Regions from separate parts of the Zea mays genome. Here region 1 is linked to region 2. The links are chromatin contacts, called in public Hi-C maps. All regions are on one chromosome and are shown on one strand. Each heading gives the region's core, a stretch centred on a gene start, on an enhancer-like site or on the middle of the called end of the contact. The rest is flanking DNA. Distances are from core to core; before and after follow the strand shown.

The links. A called contact is a pair of places that touch in the nucleus more often than the background predicts.
Region 1: a Hi-C map of ear shows a contact between it and region 2, with 2.4 times the contacts expected there. The contact joins the promoter of LOC100382448 here to the promoter of LOC103651575 in region 2. A contact is called at or near these places in 3 of 25 Hi-C or Micro-C datasets (ear, leaf and tassel) and 1 of 3 datasets of contacts at active chromatin or transcription factors (leaf).

The regions. Positions count from the first base shown.
Region 1 is chr3:229,185,542-229,190,961 of Zm-B73-REFERENCE-NAM-5.0, reverse strand. LOC100382448 reads right to left here and starts at 1,998. Exons shown (of 9, transcript NM_001175189.1): 1 at 1,616-1,998; 2 at 1,323-1,459; 3 at 1,144-1,238; 4 at 18-1,042. The coding sequence starts at 1,844.
Region 2 is chr3:228,965,925-228,970,779 of Zm-B73-REFERENCE-NAM-5.0, reverse strand. LOC103651575 (chlorophyll a-b binding protein of LHCII type 1) reads right to left here and starts at 2,285. Exons shown (of 1, transcript NM_001397177.1): 1 at 1,272-2,285. The coding sequence starts at 2,228. The coding sequence ends at 1,434.

The sequences.
Region 1 (5,420 bases), core at 749-3,248, 220 kb before region 2:
CGAGAAAACGGTCTTACCATAGAGATGTGAATCCAAAGATCTATTGCAGATGTACTCGTAAACCAATAAACGCCTTCTGTCCTCAACGCAAAAACCTATCAGCATTACAACATTTCGATGTTGTGCACAACTAAGAACTTCCACCTCTGAGCAGAACTCAACATCACCCTGGGAACTAGCAAGCTTGTGTTGCTTAACAGCAATAGCCTGGCCATCAGGAAGGACACCTCGATGAACAGACCCAAATCCACCTTCAGCTAAGAAGTTTGCTTGTGAGAAACCACCAGTTGCAAGTTCCAGTTCAGCATAACTAAACCAGCGAGGAGGCTTTCCAAAAACAGGTGCCTTGTGCTGACATATTGAACAAAGCGGAGGTGGTCCAGGAGGTGCATTCCTTGCCAACAAAACAACATCCCTGACATCTCCTCGGAAGTTTAAGTCTGACCTGCTTCTCATAGCATTAATTTCATTCAGGAGATCCAGCTTGGAAAACTTTTCCAACAAAACATCTGCAGTTGCAGTGCGATTTTTTCGTGGAACTTTTCCAAGTGATCTTGACGATGCTGGTCCCTGTAGAATATCAGACATCCATGGCTGAAGTGAGAAATTTGCTGGAGGGCTCAATGTTTCACTGTCTGAATCAGAAATATTAGCATCTGAATGCTGAATTTTATCCTTTGTTTGTTGCACCTCTTTCTTCAGAGAACCATTTGTTTCAGAAGCAGAAAACGGAGATGTCCCAGGGTCTGAACTCGAGACAGAGGAAGTTCCCGCTTCAGTACTTCCGAAAGGTGTCTCCAGGTCTGGGCTGCTATTTGGGGTTACAACAGGTCCTCGAATTGAACTCCGTGCTTCCTTAACATCAGTTGCAATTTTACTGGTAGAACCATCTAGCACAGGTGGAACTGCACATGTTGCTTTAGACTCTTTATCAGGAGATCCCACAAGATTAAGTCGAAGGACTTTAGGCTGAGATCGCTTCATAACAACAATGTTGCACTGAAGCTCCTCCACACAACGCTTCTCCTCATGCTTCAAATCCCTGAGCAGCAGCAGCAGCAACATAAAATTTATTAAGCAAAAATAACAATGAAAGAACGTAGGATGTATTCAAGAAACTACTGATTTAGCAGTTGACCATACTTGTCTAGCACAACCCAGCTTGCCTGTGCTTGCTTGCACTCAGCAGCTACAACACCAGAAGGAGAGCCGGAAACAAGCTTATACCTCACATTTATCTGCAGAAACAACAATAAATTAAGCACACAAGTATACAACAATTTTATTGAAGATGTAAACGGGCATTAGCCCCAGCTCCAAACCTTGTCTATGTCATACACATCAATTTTCTTCAACATTTGAGAACACAACTCTGATAAATCACATTTCTGATCCAACATAGACTTATGGCCACTTGCACAGTCTCCAGCGAACAGCGGAAAGCCCCAGAACTTTCTGCCTGAAATAGAGAGGCGTGCAGATACTTTCAGGCAACTACTGCAAAACCAGAGAAACATTAACAACACTAGGCGATAAAAACCATGGATTTGGAGCACATGAGCACTCGTTGATATCCTGATGTACCAAACAGGAAAGCTAAAACCAGAAACAATACCAGAGCTGTGTGCCGGGATGACGACAAGAAGTATGATGCTTCCGCCTGGCTGCACGACATGCGTGAGCGCCCAGATGATGGCCGTCTTGGAGATCTCCCTCGTGGCTGCCCTCACCGCGACCACCACCTTCTCTGCCGCCACAGTGGCGGCGGCGGCGGCGGCGCCCTTGTCAGCCACGGACTTCCCCTTCCTCTGCAGCAGCTGGTGGCGGGAAGAGCCCACCATCATCTTCTTCTTCAAGACAACCAGTAATGCCTACAAATCCAGAAGCTCTAAGCCAGAAGCCCAATTGCGGAAGCAAATAACTCAACAACCAAAGACCCAAGACCCATGACCATGAAGCAGCAAGCGAAAGCAAGTATAAAGCAAGTGGAAGTGATGCTCGCCTAGTACAAACAACAGTACAACACAACAACCGCGTCGGGGGCTTTAATGCCAACGGGGAGCCGAGCGATCGAGCGAGTACCGGGCTGCCCTGGCAGTTGCCACCAGAGTTGGACGCCGGGCCTGCTTGGCAGGCGGAGCGGAAGCAAAAAGGCGAGCAACACGCCCGGTAGAGATGATTGCGTTAAAAAAGGAGGCGGCCGTTTCCCCAGTTCAAAGTGTTGGGCTGGGTCCCGACCCGACCCGACCCGAGGCCGCGGATTGAGAGAAAGATCGCAGCATTTATGGGCGGCCGCAGATGGGAGCGGGCGCCACCGCTCCGCTGCCCTGCGCGGCGCCTGTGCTGTGAGTGTCCTCGCCGCCACTGTAGCCGGGAAAAGATTGACACAGTGCAGTGCAGCCTCGTCCGCCCACACGATTGCAGGCACGCCGCAGGAATCGCCGTCACAAACTATTCCAGTCCTCGCAGATCTCGCCGCGCTTCGTGCCTTAGAATTGGACTCTCCATGTGGGAGAGGAACCAAAACCGGAATCGAAATTTCTCCCGTCAAGGAAACCCCCGGCGGCCCCCAAAAAACGCAGCGCTGGATTCGACTCGCATTTCCTTCCATAAATAACCCGAATGATATATAGTACCAAGTGCGAAAACGGGGGGAGACAAAACCGTCCAATTTCTTCAGCTCCCAATACGAGCGGGCGAAATCGCGTCCCGCCCTCGAATAACCGGAAACCAGAGGCCGCGAAGGGGAACGGACTCACCGGGGAAGCGACAGCGACGAACGAGCTCCAGCCTCCAACCGCCACCGACGGCAGCAGCAGTGCAGCACCCTCTCCACCTTGCAGAGCGACGGCGACGGCGACGGGACGCGGGGAAACCCTAGCCCTCACTGCGAACGCGTGGAAGCCGGGACAGAGGCGTTGGAAGCAGTGGCCATTAAAGAGACAAGTGCGCCGATTGCAATTAAAACCTCATGGCTCCGCGCTAACTTGTACTACCTCTTCCACCTCCTGACTCCACGACCACCACCACAGCGCACAGCCCCCATTGCCGTCGACCGCGGAAGTACCATCTTCGCCCTTCCGTCTTTCCCAATATACTAGCTATGCCACTCTCTGGATGGTGAAACGCATTTAAAAACCGGTAGCTGGGCCCAGAGAGCAACTCCCGTCGGTTTCCAATCGGACGGCCGGGGAGTAAATGCTGCCCAGGGTGCCCTCGTGGTCGTGGGCCGAGCGAGCAGGCTGTCCTAGCTGGGGACCGCCTGGCAGGATCAGAGAGGACTCGTGGCGGGTGTGCGCCTGTGCGGTCCCGCGCGCGCTCTGTGTGTGTGCAGTGGACAGTGACATGGTCCTCGTGGACGTGGTCCACCAAGAGCTTTATCTCCAGTGCTGCTGCTTCTGTTTGTTGCAGCCGCTGGATCCCAGGGTTGATCTGGTCTCTGTTGCCACTTGCCACTGTTTCTGCGTTCACCCAGCGCTGCCGCTGCTTGCCAAAAAAAAATTTGTCTGAACTTTTACAGGCCTTTTCGCTCGATGCAGTGGCCAGTGGAGACAACCGCTACGGTCTGGTCTCACTTTTTATTGAACAAAATGCCGCTCGTCCTATGTACTGTTTGGATGATGGGTTTAAGTGATCTTGAGAATCCGGATAAAAAGAATCTCAAAAGTTTTATAAAAAAATTATAAATTTTAAGAATCTGTAAGTTAACATCTACATAAAATCTAGCTCATTCCAATGAGAATCTAGAATTGTGAGAATTTTCTATCCGGGTTTTCAAAATTCACAGGAGCCAACAAATGGCATTGACTCTCGTTTACCTGTCAAAGTTGTTTTTATAGAGCAACCAAAGACCAAAAAAATGGTAAAATAGCTTAAATAGAGTTTAAAACAACATATCTCGTTATATTAGAAATATAGTCAATCTTAGGTGTAGTTGTTGCGCGCCTGTAGACCGAGAAAAACTCCAATCGACGGTGAGAGGATCTCTTTGTAAGATATAATGCACCAATTTTCACGGTCGTCGCTCTTTGTAAAATAACGTAAAATTATATATTCGAAACTTGATTGTTAGTTCTATATTCACACCAACCTAACAAACAAAACACATTTATATTATATTAAAACAAAGTCTACTCATATTATGTATAAAATTGTTGTAATGAACGGACAAGTGACTAGTTGTAAAATATACGTGAGACAAAGTTGATCAACCCCATTTTTTAGCTTCATCTTTTAATAGAAATGACAAAAGTACTTTTCACGTGAAGCTATTTTTTTTAAAAAAAAATCACCGTTTGGAACAACTTCACTTAATACTAGGTGTATGCCCGTGCGTTGCAACGGGAGTACGCTGGGATGAACATCGACACATATATCTTATATTTCCTTGGGGTCTAGAAAAAATTTGCTCGGAAGCCAAACATGTTAAGACTTGAGCGTTGTAGCACGTAGGGGTCATTTGGAGGCCGCCGCTGCGCGCGTAAAGACTCCCTACGCATGCACAGTGGAAGGGGAGGGGCACCACGCGGCTGCCGCTTCAGCCAGCCTAACACAACTATGCTTCTCTTTTCTCGCAACCTAGCCTAGCCTGCCCTTTTCATGGTTTTAAGGATGTGTAGTGTGATGGCTGCAGCCTTGCAGGCTCGCCCGCTGTGATTATAGGTTGCCAAGCGCTAACTCGCCTGGTATATTGCAACGCCGTCCTTTATCTGGGCTTTAGGGCGGCTATGTTCAGACAACAACAACATAGGCAAAGGGGGAGCAATGCACTGTAGCCAACATAGGCAAAACTGATCAACCCACCGTAATTCCGAACTCAGCTTCACCTATCCAAGTTATGTCCTTCCCATATTTGAGTCACGAAAAAAATCTACAACCAAATTGGATTTCCAAGAATAGTAAGCTAAGGTTTTGCCTACATGGTATTACATGAACATTTCCAGCGTCCAGATGAATCGAACCCGTGACATTTCTGCCGAACAGTTGGAATTGCCATGCTTCCTTCACCAAGAGCTCTGCTATTGAATTGTTTGCACATCAGAAAATCAGTGACACAAACATTCACTTCTGATTCAGTTCACAATCAATGTAAATATGTAATGTAGTCATTTTCCTTGAAAATGAAACACATCTGATTGTGAAGCATGATGAAATGTTAATGAAAACCTTTAAAAGGCTCAAGGTAAACACCAAAACAGGTGGATTTTGTCATCACGGTTCTCTTATCAGTATGACGCAAGAGGACAATACATAACATAAACAAATTTGTAACTCCTCATACCTAGATACTGCTCAAACTGGGTATCTCCATGAAACTAAAAATGAAATAATGTGCCATTTTGACACTCACTTCTCTAACACAACTCTGCTCCTCATACCTAGATACTACTTGTGTTAGACCTTCACCGTAGGATATGTAG
Region 2 (4,855 bases), core at 1,036-3,535:
CTAATTTCCCATCATACGAAGGAAGTTGGGGTGTCTTATATATAGCAGGCCAAGGGGTTGCTTGGAGGTCCATTGAAAGTGGAGATGTGCTCTAGTAAATGGAATTTGCGTCCTCTTGAATGAAGTGCTTATGTTCTAGCATCTGCTTATTTTTGCCTTTGTTGTAGATCTTTGCGATACAACTCTTTAGAGGATTCATCTATCTATCTTCGAAGCTTTATCAATATAGGGTCTTGTCGGTATACATCTTCATATGAAATTATAACCATAGCCTTTCTATTACACAATCACCCTGCATAATTGAAGGGGGTGCAATTATATCATTTTCAACTCTAACATGCCTTTCTCTCTCTCTCTCTCCAGAGACCTTCTTCTCCCCCTTTTATGAAGCGCGACCTCGGAGGCACCGAAGCTTTGCTTCACTTTGGGCTCTCTACCAGCTTTGGCCCCTTTCCTTTATACAAAGCTCCGTGTTTGTTTCGTAACCAGGAGTTTCACTTTCTTAAGCTTTGACTTTGATCTAGACCTTTTCCCTCAAAGCATGCCTAGACAATGATTTGTGTCAATATATGGACCTTTCACCAAAGACCTTATTCCTAACAATAACACAATCAAAATACAAGGTCCACAAAGCAAACCCATCAGGACTCCTGAAGAAGGCTCTGAAGGAGTAACACCGGTATGTGGTATGCGTTTATGATATTACATCAGTTGAGCTACCATTTCCATCGTGTGGTGCCGTTCAGATGGGCAGAGAGGTAGTTGCATGCAGTTGTAATTTTCTCTTGCCACTCACGTGACTGTTGAGATCGATGTAATTGTAAGAACTTCTCAAGTGCCACAAGTTGCTACAAGTCAGTCAGTGTGACCGTTAGGCTTCAATAGTGGCCATGTCTGCTGGAGGGGATATGTAGTCACTTCACTTCTTCAGACTAGCTCTAGCAGATCGTGCATATGGCTAGACTGGCTCCAGCAGGTCGTATATATGGTCGTGTAAAATACTGTTTTACACTACAGCCTCGAGCAGAGACAATTTCAGTCATTGTCAAACAATAAATTTAGTTTTGATCTTCTGGATGCATGGGTTTAGGGTTTTATGTAGTAGATCGTTTTTCACATATCTTCACGTGAATTTGGCTCCAATTGTCGTTGTCAGCATGAGCTACGCTTGCAATCTATTCCCTCCGTTCTTTTTTATTTGTTGACCATGTATTTTATGCATGGCGTGCTCACAACAATCATGTACATTATGCATAAATGAAGACATAATATATTTACAACATATTTTATTGATCAGCTCCACATCATGCATACAAATACACTAGCGGTACAATCTCTGGCTCCCAAAGCTCCCTTCACAAATACTGGTGCAACCTGCAGTACGTAGGAATACGTACGTCTACGGTACACGCATGCAAGCATCATGCCCTCGCTCACTTGCCGGGGACGAAGTTGGTGGCGTAAGCCCAGGCGTTGTTGTTGACGGGGTCGGTGAGGTGGTCGGCGAGGTTCTCGATGGGGCCCTTGCCGGTGACGATAGCCTGCACGAAGAAGCCGAACATGGAGAACATGGCGAGGCGGCCGTTCTTGATCTCCTTCACCTTGAGCTCGGCGAACGCCTCCGGGTCGTCGGCGAGCCCGAGCGGGTCGAAGCTGCCGCCAGGGTACAGCGGGTCGACCACCTCCCCGAGCGGGCCGCCGGCGACGCGGTACCCCTCGACGGCGCCCATGAGCACCACCTGGCACGCCCAGATAGCCAGGATGCTCTGCGCGTGGACAAGGCTCGGGTTGCCGAGGTAGTCGAGCCCGCCCTCGCTGAAGATCTGGGAGCCCGCCTTGAACCACACCGCCTCGCCGAACTTGACGCCGTTGCGGGCGAGCAGCTCCGGGAACACGCACCCGAGCGCGCCGAGCATGGCCCAGCGGCAGTGGATCACCTCCAGCTCGCGGTTCTTGGCGAAGGTCTCCGGGTCCGCCGACAGCCCCGCGGTGTCCCACCCGTAGTCGCCGGGGAACTCGCCGGTCAGGTAGCTCGGAGGTGAGCCGGACAGCGGGCCCAGGTACAGGACGCGGTCGGCACCGTACCAGGGGCTGCCGGAGGCCGCCGGCTTGGGCTTGGCGGCGGTCTTGCGCATGGTGATGCGGCCCTCGCCGAAGACGTCCCTCGTGCCAGCCGCCGGCTTGCCGACGAGCGCGCGGGAGGTGATAGCCATGGTGGCGGCAGCCATGTCGATCAGATCGTAGCTCCTTCTGATGCTCTGTGTTGTGTATGCAGTATGCGTGTGATGGCTGTGTCATAACAGAACACAGCAGCTGCCTTTTATACAGTTGGGTTTGGATAGCAGGTCATCTTTTCCTGAACTGCGATTGGCTGGTTGGTCTCGCCGGGGTGGCTTGGCGTCTGACGTGGCTCCTCGTGGGCCCCAATGGCCTATCACACAAGAATCCTGGGGTGTGCCACATAGCATAGGAATGGGCGTAGCTAATCAGGAGCTGCCACTTGCCATCGTGGGAAAAAATGGATGAGATAGGATGGGCTTTGTTGCCCCGCGCTTCTTGCTATTTGTCAAATGCATAATCAATGAAGTCTTTTGTGTTGATTCATCGAAATGGATCATGTGTATCTTTCTGGTTCAACCACCAGACGCATGAACTGGATACAAGATGGGTCGCATGGGAACATACACACATCTTGTATACTGTTTTGCATCTCCGTTAAAAAAAAATATGCACAAAAGCTATGTATCATTGCATTTAATCTTGTTTGGTGGACATGTAAATAGAGAGATTCATGGGATGAACCCCCTCAATTGAATATCGAGAGGATTCATCCGCCATTGATCGCCTCCACCTGCCCACCAAACTAGCCCTTAAGCCCATTTATTTTCTTTTATTTTAAGGAATTGGAATCTAACTAATAGAATAGTCTATTTTTTTTAGAATATGATATTTTACAACTTTTCAAAGTTTATATATAAGTGTATCTTAAATTTATGAGGTGAAAGATAAAAATTAATTCTATAAATTTGCATACTACTTTTACAATGTACAACTTATAGCACACTCTTCTATTTGCTTCTCTATATCATAATTGTAATGTATAACTATCTCTCTCATATAATTATAATTTAGGATAACATATTTACATATACAAATATATTAACTTAGTTGGTTTATGTCTAAATTATGATTATTGGGATGCAATTCAATTTCAACGAAACAAACGGTGCTATATTTTTTCTCACATGAGCAAAAATAGCATGCCACTTGTCAACTCAAGAACCAAAAGAGAAACATATCTAGACTGTTTGGGTTTCTTCCAATGAGTGTGTTGATTGTGCGTAATCTATGAACGTGGAGTGTTGTCCTTCCTGTAGAATTGCAATTTTTAGGAGTTTTTTTTTTTGAAGAAAAAGGCAAATCTAAACACAATCCTTTGCCATTATGGACTGTTGGAGCTGGGCCATTGAGCAGTTGACGAATGAGAGCTACAAAGGCGAACTACCGTACAAGCTGTTTGGCCTACTTCAACCCGTCAATCACATGTGTGAACTCTAGCGAGACCGTTGAGATGATGGGCCTCACCGCGGGATTTGCGAGCTCCCTCCACATTACAGATAGCAATGGAGCCCCGTGTCCAATTCTCCGTGCGGATTTTTTCTATTATAGGATGTTGATAGAGAAGTTTTTTCGCACAAGGATATAAATAAAGAAAATTCATCCCTAAACGAGTATAGAGACAGGAAGCAATCCTCGTCTCCGTTTTCCGCGGAGACCTGTTAAACCTGTACGTAACGATGTTTTCGTATACTAATTAATGATAAAAATAATTAATTAATTTGTCAAGAGATTAATCATTGTATAAATATGTTTATTTTAATATACACATAATTATTTCTTACATCTAACAATATTTATAAGTGAAAATGTTTTGCATTAATAATTATGGATGTATGTTTTAATTATAATTTAAATGGCGACGAAAAAAAATGTCTTTCGCAAGCGTTTGTGAGGGTCTATAATTTTTTTTTGCCGCGGGGATAGTCTGAGTGTCATCCCTGCTCCACATCTAACTATCTAAGGCTGTCCGCACAGGTGGACTCAATGGCTTACGCCACCAGACATTGCGTTACTCTAACCCAGAATTTTGCTGCAGCCGTACCGTATGCTACTCCGCACACTATTTTAGTGTAGGCAGGTCCGAACGACAACTATCTATCGCTTGGTCCACCTAGGGACGGCAGCAACAGATAAACTATCCGTGGATAGTGTTTCTGAACATCTATATCCGCGACTTATATTCGATGTCCGAACCCGTACCCATTACCTGCTACGAATAAAAACAATATCCACATCCGTTACCCGATATCCGCGGATATATCCGTTTGCCCACTATACATACAACATATTTAAATCCAGCAAATTCAAATATGATAACATATTTGTCCAGCAAATTTAAATATGATAAAAACATACAACCATACAGAATTTGTCCAGCAAATCAAATCTGATATATGTATTAAGGCATACAACGAGCAATATAAAATTGTCTAGCAAAATCAAATCTGAATTGTTCAAATTCATAAAATTACAAACATACAAGTGGTCCGTGAAGTGGTTCCAAACTCCGGTGACCCCACATGTCAGGTTACTTTAACGGATATTCGGATATTCAGGTATGGATAATGATTTTTCGTACCTGTTTTAAAAATATCCACGGATATCAAATGCTACCCGTATCCGTATCCATGGGTACAGGCTCCTACCCAAAACCGTGCCCAACAGGTTTTTTATCCGCGGGTACGCAGATAAATCACATTCATTATCATCTCTAGTCCACACCGATAAGGAAATA